2 separate regions of the Sus scrofa genome follow, and region 2 is linked to region 1. Evidence: chromatin contacts called from public Hi-C data. All regions are on one chromosome and are shown on one strand. The core of a region is the stretch at or near the end of the contact, and the rest is flanking DNA. Distances in the headings are between cores, read along the strand shown. Region 1 has its middle 28 kb from the start of GATA4. Region 2 overlaps GATA4 (GATA binding protein 4).

Region 1 (4,631 bases), core at 159-2,658:
TGGCACCACAAGGAGGTGCTGAGATGCAAAACAGCCTAAACTGGGGGTGTGTGTCTGTGTGTGTCAAGAATAACCGTTTCGATGAATCTCCTACTGTGATTCTTGGTTGGTTAGTTTAGAGACTTCTCTGGGGCGGTCGCGACTGGAAAGAGACCAGAGAGACCGGGCTTCGTTTTGCTCCTCGACACTTGGACTGTGAGGGCAGCGGCGTCAGGGCAAGCGGGGCCAGGGGACCTTGGTGCTCTGCCCTTGGACAGGAGCGCGCAGGCAGCAGGCAAAGCCAGCCCACCTTTTCCTTGCCGCTCCCCTCCCTTCTCCGCCATCAGTGCATCCAGCATCTTGCGGGCTCTGAGCTCCCCAAAGGGGTCTCCTGCTAAGAGGGCAACACGGGTGGCGTTCTGATCAGCGCCAGGCCCAGGTCCGAGGTCACACGACTGAGGGTGCCCGGACTCCACTGCTTGCGGCCTGGGCTTTCTAGCCCACCAGTCCCTGCGTCCAGGACGTTCGTTTGTGCCGGGATCCCGGGGCCTGAGGCTCGACCCTGGAGACCGCGGGCGCGACACCCGTCCGAGGTGGCCTGGTCTACGTGGCGCCAGAATAGTTGAAGTGCGTTCAAACCTATCCAGCGTCGGCCCCGCGGGGAAGAGGAATAAGAGGGAGCTTAGCGGCCTCGTGCGCCGAGCTCAAGGGGGCTGGTGTTTATTTGTAAATATCTGCGGTTTCTAAAGCACGGTATCGCGCGTGTCAGCGGGGATCCTGGAGCCTCCACGGGCTGAAGAGCCCCTTCCAGCACCGCCACACCGTTGCCCACACAGACTCGGGTTTGCACTAGATAGCTCAGCGGGAGGGACCGATCCCGGATGTTAAACTGCCCCAAAGCGCTCTTCAGGCTTCCGGCCACCACTTTTCTGAAGGGCTCCGTCCGTGCTTCGCATCCGGGCTCTCTCTTGGCAAGATCTTCTCTGATGGGGAGTCAGTCTTTTGGCCCCCATTTGGAACCCTTTTACCCCACCCCCGACCCCCGGCTACGTGCTGTTACTTTGGGCAGAGTAACTTTTTCCAGTCTCTCTTTCCATGCGAGGAGTGGAATTTGTAAACTTTTGAGCGCCATTCAAAAGGGATTAAAGCTGATTACTAATGATTAATGATCCTTTCTCTAGTTTTTCTTATTTTGGGACAATTCTCTGCCTCTTCGAGGGATACTAGAAGTTTTATTGAGCTTTCTCATTATTTGAGGGTCTCTATCTCTTCCCTCCTACGTTCCTTAATTACAAAAAAAAAAAAAAAAAAAATTGTTCCCTTCTACAAACTCTTGGCGGAGTTACGGCTGTTCGCCCAGGACCCGGGAGACACTTTCAAGGTCGCCGTCACTGCCGCAGGGACCCCACCCATTGCGCCCGCCCTCCTCCCTCCAGCAGGCTGCGCGCCCCGCACCATGGCCCAGGCTCGGACGCGGGTGTCCGGACTGGGCCCTCCTCGGTCCTCAACTTTTCATTCCGCCGGCAGCCTCAGGATTGCTCTCTTCCCCTCCCGCCCCCTTCCTTCCCGACCCTCCGCCGGAGCCTGACGCCGCCTGGTTTATTGACCTTAGATCGGCTTCGGGGCTTTATCAGACCCAGCGGGGGCGTCCCGTGGCGCAGGGCCCCCTCTCGCAGTGGCGCGGCGGGAGTCCCTTTTAAATGTTTCTCCAAACCTCTCCTTCCTTTCCCATCCCCAACTCTGTTGGAGAACCGAGAGGAAATTCACCCGAATGCGCATGATCGTAGAGAGGTGCAGGGCCTTCGGGGCCACGGACGTTTTCCTGGGTTGCCCCTTCATCTAGAGAGTTCCGGCGAAAGTGTCTCCCCACCCCTCAATTATTCGGATAATTATCTCGAACCTCCACTTGGTGCCGTGTTTAGACAGTTGGAGATGGATGGTTTGAATTTCCTCAGTCTCCCTGCTGCCCCAGGCCTAAACCCCGTCCTCTCTACTGCTCCAGCCCTAGAACATCTCTGCAAGTACACAAGCCCAACTATAATTTTCTGTCCCATAAATCACTTGGCAAATATAACAAGCCATTAGAAAGTCATTTGAAATGGATATTTTATTGGGCTTGAGAAATACAACAGGGATAAAGAGCAACTTAGTAACATTTCCTCCTTCCTATGAACCACACAGAACTGTCTAAGATTTCCCCTCCCCTTGCCCATTGAATTCACAAATGCAAAATCACTTTCAGACACACATTCTTCAGAAGAAAGGGGAAATGTCTATTTTGCCAGAAATGAACTCTAGTGAATTTTTTTTAAAAGTTCCTCAAGTGGGATTTTTACATATCCTTTTACTCTAGGCTGATTGATTCAAGTAAGACTAACAGAATCAAACAAACAAACAAAACCTCTGCTACTACTAATAAAAAAACTACACCAATTTTACAAATAAATCATGGGATTCTAGTAGCATTTCACAGTAAGTTTTGCCCTCATTTCAGAGGGGGCACTTTCCTTATTTTTGCCCAGATAAAAACCTTTCAAATTCTCTTAATTTTGGAGAACATGGAGAGGAATGAGGATATTAGTGCTGGGGGGATTGGGGAGGGGTAAGGGAACCAGAGTTGAGCAGGGGAAAGATAAGGTGGATGGGGGTAAATTTTGAGTCGCACATTGGAAGCTGGCAAGTGGGAACCAGAGGAAGGAACTAGTTGCCATCTCAGGTTCGCAGAGCTACTGCTGGTAGTACATGTACAGACGCCGAGAGACTTTGCAGTAAACCGTACCCAATTCCACATGTGTGCTTGCTTGGTCCTCTGAAGGCTACAGACTTAAAATATGCCATTGTGTGCCTTCAATCTTTGGGCAAGCCCAGGACACTCAGACAATCTGCATGGTTTCAAACCCTTCAAACTTTCCCAAAGCCTCAGTCTTTCAGCAAAGCCTCAAATGTTCTCTCAAAGCTGCCCTCTGTCTTTACCCTGGTATCCCCTTCTCTTTTGGACTCAGCTCTTTCCCCCCACTACAAATAAGATTCAAAGCTCCTTTGCCCAGACTCTGGGTTTATAGGAAGCAGAGGCAATTTGGAATTGTTTGCAAAAGCATATGCAACCAAGCTCTTGAAAGCAGGAAGTGGGTGGTGGTGGGGAATAAAATCACTGAGGTCCACCTGCAAGGCCCACCTCTACCCTCCTTCCCATCACACATCTGGCTCCAGAATTAATGACAAATGAAACCCTACAACAAGCCTGGTGGACCCTTGGCCTGTGAATAGGCCACGAAAATGATCAGATCCTGAAGGCCCATGAGGCCTATTCCACTAATTCCCCAATAAAGCCAAACAACAACAAAAAATGTCGGTGAGATTTTCTGCCCTGAAAGCAAACCAGGCAGGTCTGACCTGAGTCAGAAAGGGTTCTCCTAGGTTTTCCAACCTGGTTCTCAGGACAGAGCGTCTGTAGGGGGAACCCGGTGAAAGCCATGAGATTGATTGGGTGTATTGGAGGCCAGAGGACCCAGGGGCACCTGGTCAAATCATTGGTTTCCTGGTGCATACGTATGTATTTGTTTTTTTCCTTGAGAGACTGCCCATCTCCATCAATTTCCGATTGTCCGAGTGGGAAGGTGAATTGAGAAATGGAGACACTAAAATGCTCCCCCATTGTAAGAAAGGGAAACAGAGAAAACCAACCAGAGAGTGAAAGTGGGGAAGGAAGCCTTGGCCCTGCGGCTGGCCTGCACAGAATCTCATCCCGTCCCCAAAGTCCCCAAGCCCCTCCGCATTCTCTCAGTCCACTCTGGCTGGTTCCCTCCCAGCCCTCCTGGCCCTCCTTCCCCCACCTCCCTTCTCCCCACAGGCTGGCATTCAGCGCGCTCCCCAGCCCCTTCTCTTCTCCAGCCCTGGCTGCTCCCTGGTGCACCTCCCTCTCTGCCCCAAGGGAGGGGTCACCAGGGGGGCCAGGAGGGCACTCACCGGAGCGGGGAACTCCTCTTGCCCTGGAGGGAGGCAGACTCTCGGGGACCAACTCAGTCCCTCAGTCCCGGGGACTCCAGGCTGTTCTCAGCGGGTGGGAGGGAGGCGTTGTGAGCCAACTCCCAGCTCCCTCGGAGCTCGCAGCTTTCCCCTTGGAATTAGATAACAGGAAAAATAGATAAGAGAAGTGGTTCATTAATTCAGCAAGCCTTTTCTTTCTTTCTTTCTTTCTTTTTTTTTTTTTTTTCCTTTGGTATGTGTACCAGTGGAAGGAGATTCAGCTAGGGAATGAAGCCCTGGTTGGACATACAAAAAAGTCAGTGTTCACAAGGTTGCAGGGATGCTTCTGAAAGGACTGGAGATCAACAGGAAAGAGACTTAAGGAATCCCTGTTTGTGGGGAGAAATGCTGACTTCACAGAGTCCCTCTCAGACTCTAGTTCTGCCCTTCTGAGTGGGTAGGGCGGGTTTGCGGTTTGTGCTTGGGTCCTATAATTGTCCTTTGAGGGTTGGAAAAATAATAACCACAGTGCAATTCTTCCTAGCATGGCAGTAAAAAAATAAGAGATTTTCAAAGCACTTGCTCATGTAGCATTTCCTTGGCTCCTCATGACAAGATCAAGTAGGCAGATTACATAACAAGTTATAATTGGAGTTCCCATCCTGGCACAGTGGAAATGAATCCAA
Region 2 (4,722 bases), core at 2,135-4,634, 65 kb before region 1:
CTCACGCCTTCCACCATGTGAGGCCACATCTCCCTCAACCATGCTGGCCTCTGATCCTAGACCTCCAGCCCGAATCATGGAGACTAATTTCTGTGATTTATGATTCTGTGGTGTTGTTACGGCAACCCAAATGGAGGTCCCTTCCAGATTTGAGTATCTTTTTTAAGAAGGAGAAAATGAATCATGATCTGCAGAGGACAAGGGGGGTGAGACCCGAGCTGTGGAGGAAAGAGCGGGACATGGTCAGGGAACCCTTACACCATGGAGCTTCATGTAGAGGCCACAGGCATTGCACACGGGCTCGCCCTCAGCGTTGCGGCGCCACAGCGTGGTGGTGGTGGTCTGGCAGTTGGCACAGGAGAGGCCCACTCGGCGGGAGGCAGACTGCAACACAGGAGACAGATCCTCAGGGCCAAGGAAAAGGCAGGGAGTGTATGTGTGTGGGTGGGGCTGCGTGAGAATCTGGGACCGGCTAGCATGGGATACCCACACCTGGGACATGAGCCTCTCCCTGTGCCCTGGAGAAATGGCTAAGCTGCAGGAGACAGCAAATCTAATGGTTTTGGCCAATTACTCACATCAGGGAAAAGTGCAGCCAGCACTGGGCACTGTAGGCAGAAAAGCTTGTCCCCAAATTGGAATTAGCCTGGCTCAGGTGGGGGGCTCAGGTGGGGGGTGAGGGACGAATGTACCCAAGGATCACCAAAGACTGACCACAGGAAAGGGAAGCACCAGTGTTTATTCCCCCTTCGTCTCTCCCTAATATTCACAAGAGCAGTTCCTATTGGTCAGAATCAAATTATACTAGAGAAGACCAGGGACCCAGGAGCCAAAACCTGGGCTCCAAACTCTTCCCCAGCCACAGGGCCCAGCACACCCGGCTTAATCTCCCTGGTCTTTGGGTTTTATCAATGGATCGACTGCAAACAGGGTAAGTCACAGTGCAAACAGGGTAAGTCACCTCGTGGGGTGTACACGAACACAGAAGACACTTCAATGCCGGGCCAATGGGTTGGGGAGCAGAACACAGAAGACACTCCAATGCCGGGCCAATGGGTTGGGGAGCAGAAAGTCTGAACTCTGGTCCCCACGGGGAGACTCAAGACCTAAGTGACTGCAGGCGAGGCCATAATCTTTACTGAACCTCACCTTTCACGTCCACATAAGCAAGGGGCTGAACTAAATGGTCTGAAACATCCTTGCAGCTGAAGCTAACTCTGGAGGTATAAGAAATGACTTTTTTTGCCACCCAACCCTTCAACCTGCACCTTCTTTGAAAGATGACTTGAAGCCCCCAAATTCAAAACCAGGGATTTCCCACCAGGCTGCGAAAGCCGGAGCTGAGAGAAGGAAGACGGGAGCCTGCAGCCAGCTTACCAGGCGGCGCTGGGGCTTGATGAGGGGCCGGTTGATGCCATTCATCTTGTGGTAGAGGCCGCAGGCGTTGCACAGGTAGTGGCCGGTCCCGTCCCGCCGCCACAGCGGGGTGGACATGGCCCCGCAGTTGACACACTCTCTGCCTTCCGAGAAGTCATCAAACATATCTACTGGGTGGGAAACGACACAGGGTTAGTTCCCTGCCTGTGCCTGGAAATTTCATGTTGAAGGATCCAGAGACCAAGGAAATCACGAGCATCCCTCACAAGGACAGCAAGACGGAGCTGCCGTGCTCTTCGGCGCGCTGACCTAACCCTGGGGAGTTGGCTCTCGGTGTCCTGGGAGGTGGACACGTGACTCCCAGACACGACGCGGCTCCCCCTGGTGTGTCTGGCAGAGACCACTAGCACCTGGATGCCTCTCCTTCAGAGCCCTGGGGCTCAGCTAACACTAAGTTCTACTCAAGGCCTTCTTTCTCTTTATTCCCTTTCAAAATTGAGGTTCTAAGTGAAGTCAGCCATACAATGAGACACCAACATCCAATGCTTTCACTGACATGTGGAATCTGAAAAAAGGACAGACTGAACTTTGCAGAACAGATGCTGACTCACAGACATTGAAAAACTTATGGTCTCCGGAGGAGACAGTTTGGGGGGTGGGGGGGATGTGCTTGGGCTGTGGGATGGAAATCCTGTGAAATCAGATTGTTATGATCATTATACAACTACAGATGTGATAAATTCATTTGAGTAATTAAAAAATAAAAAATTTAAACAAAGATAACGGACACAGAAGAGCAAAAAAAAAAACAAAATTGAGGTTCTGTGGCCCCTTCAACAGAAATACAATCAATATTTACTTTGGGAAAAAATTTTAAATGCTGAAATGTGTAAAAAAATTTACAGAAATCATGCATAATCCTGTAACTCAAAGATCACCATATTATTAACATTTTGTTCTGTTACATCCTTTGCAATACTTTATATATTGACATATTTTTGCCTACTTGAGGTCAAGCGGTATCATTTTGAGCCTGTTTTTTCACTTCATACCAAATCATTTTCCCATGTTAGAAATTCTTCATAAATTCATTTTAGTGCAGTATATTATCCCATCATACAAATGTGCCCTCCTTTAACTATTATCATTAACTTTTACTTAATTGTTACCCAATTTCTGACTTTCATTTTGTAAATACTTCTCATCTTGTACACTCTTCTTAGCATTCCTTAGGATGCTTCTCTAGATATAGAACCACTAAGCCAAAGGGACTATGTTTTCTGAAAGTTCTTAAAATTTTCAAACTTTTCTGCAAAAAAAAGGCTGTACCTCTTTTTTTCTCATTTCAACACATCTGTATGGTACACTGTCATAGTCTGACATTTTTTCTTGCTTACTGGAACAGGAAATAAAGGTGCATATTATAAGCAACAAAGCCCGTCCAAGGGAACACGGCCCTTTTTGCACACTCTCACTTAACAACTGACAAATTTCAGCCATCTTGCTGAGACAGGCTGGGCCTATTTTTCTCATTGCCCATGATCTATGTAAAGTCCAGTTTAGGACTTTCAGAAGTCTCTCTGACTTCATGTATAGTGCTTCCTATTTTGAAAATTTACTGTCATTTCTAAATTTTCTGTCCCTAAATACAGCCACACTGGCGTCCAAATGGTTCCTGCCCTACTATCAGAGGCAAGAGTGGATTTTCCTCTACTTGAGGGGGAGATTTGGTGGGGGAGGGTACAAGCTCTCCCTCCCTCAGGACCTAGCCCCCTTGCCCTGGGGTTTAAAGTCAAACATTCTGCTAGGTCTATGGCCCCACTGCCTGCTCTAAGGGAGCGTGGGCTGGAGAAGAGGATGGTGGGGGACCCTCCCCTCAACTCTGGGTACACAAACAGTCATTTGCACCTGCAAACAAGTAGCTGTGAGTCAACAGTGTGCAGGTGTGAGGGGCTGTTTGCTCAGGCTGGGGAGCTGAGCACACACCGGTCACAAGAGAGGCTATTTTTGCACCTGGGTCACATTGAGAACCCTCCAGCAAGGTCACCTGCCTTCAGAGCCGCACATGACATGCCAACTCCTGTTCTCAGCTTGCTTCCCCAAGCCTGGAGGCAACAACCTGGACGCCTCCACCAATAGCCATTCCCACCTCTGCCAACGCCTCCACCACACCCTCACCTGGGATATTGCTCCACTCCAGCTCCCTTGGCCCAGGGCTTCCGGTGGGGAATGAGGAGGTGAGAGGACTGGACAGGCCAGGGGAGGTCAAAAGAGGACCTCCAACCAAGGAGGGGCGCTGGCAATGTTGTTGTGTGCTTGCAATCAACACTAGATGGCACTACAGCCTCAAAACTGATACTGGCATTCCTGCCTAAATCATGACGGAGGGCTTTTTAGATCACCTCTCCAGTCCAAATGGGGCACAACCCAATTATTCTATTTCTTTTTAATCATGGAAAATTTTAAGGATATTCAAGAATGGCCAGAATAGGAAAATGAACTCTTATTTAATCATCACTCAATTTCCAACAATTTGTGACCAATCATATCTACCTTGCCCCACTTGCCCCCATCCTGGGTTTTTTTTTAAAGAAAATCTCAGATATTCCGTCGTTTCATTCGTACATATTTCAGTACGTGCCTCTCACAGATAAAGATTCACACTCTTTTCCTTTCAAAGATAAGCAAACCAGCTTCTTTTCAGTTCATCTAAAGAAGGCTGCACAAACAAAGTTCTCTCAACTCATTCCTCTTTTTTAGAGGGGAGGGTCCCTTTCCCCCCAACACTCATTGTTTTACATGGGGGGGACTGAACCTCATTCCAGGAGCCCTCCTAGCAGTCCTGGTCTCCCTACTGGATCCTGACCTCATGCTGCCTTGAGAATCTAACAAGGAAACTTGCCTTAAAAACTCCTTCTCATTTGCAACACAGGCCGGGTTACACACAGTCAACCAACTATTTTACAGACCGAGGGAAAGGCACTGGAGGTCAGCACGTATGTCTTTGTCACCAACAAATATTTACTTGAGCATCTGCTATATAAGCATTCCAGTAGATGTTACAGGAGCTAAGAGGAAACCTTACTCTTAGAATGCTGGTGATCTGTTAATCAAATTGGGTATTCAGGTGGCAGAGACCTCGTTTAGGGTAGTAAGTGCAGAAGTCCGACCTGCATCGAAGAATCAGGTGTTACAACAGCAACCAAAAGAAGGATGGAAGGTCAAGGCCGTGCTTCCTAAAAGCCCCCATCAGACATGCCACGTCTCCCCATAACTCACCACACCTCCAAATGGGCAGAGTTTCAATATTTTCTACCAGAGTCTTGTCATCCAACCCACTCAATG

Evidence for each region. A called contact is a pair of places that touch in the nucleus more often than the background predicts.
Region 2: a Hi-C map of heart right ventricle shows a contact between it and region 1, with 7 times the contacts expected there. The contact joins two enhancer-like sites. A contact is called at or near these places in 3 of 47 Hi-C or Micro-C datasets (epiblast stem cells, fetal heart ventricle and heart right ventricle).

Annotation. Positions count from the first base shown.
Region 1 is chr14:14,857,893-14,862,523 of Sscrofa11.1, reverse strand. It overlaps a transcript of GATA4 not described here. Among named protein-coding and RNA genes, the nearest start is that of GATA4, 28 kb to the left of the region's middle. Within about 2 kb of position 1,408, at least 10 of the 83 cell types and tissues checked have an H3K27ac peak or open chromatin away from gene starts, as enhancers often do.
Region 2 is chr14:14,924,748-14,929,469 of Sscrofa11.1, reverse strand. GATA4 (GATA binding protein 4) reads right to left here. Exons shown (of 6, transcript NM_214293.1): 2 at 1,378-1,544; 3 at 259-384. Among named protein-coding and RNA genes, the nearest start is that of NEIL2, 18 kb to the left of the region's middle. Within about 2 kb of position 3,384, at least 7 of the 83 cell types and tissues checked have an H3K27ac peak or open chromatin away from gene starts, as enhancers often do.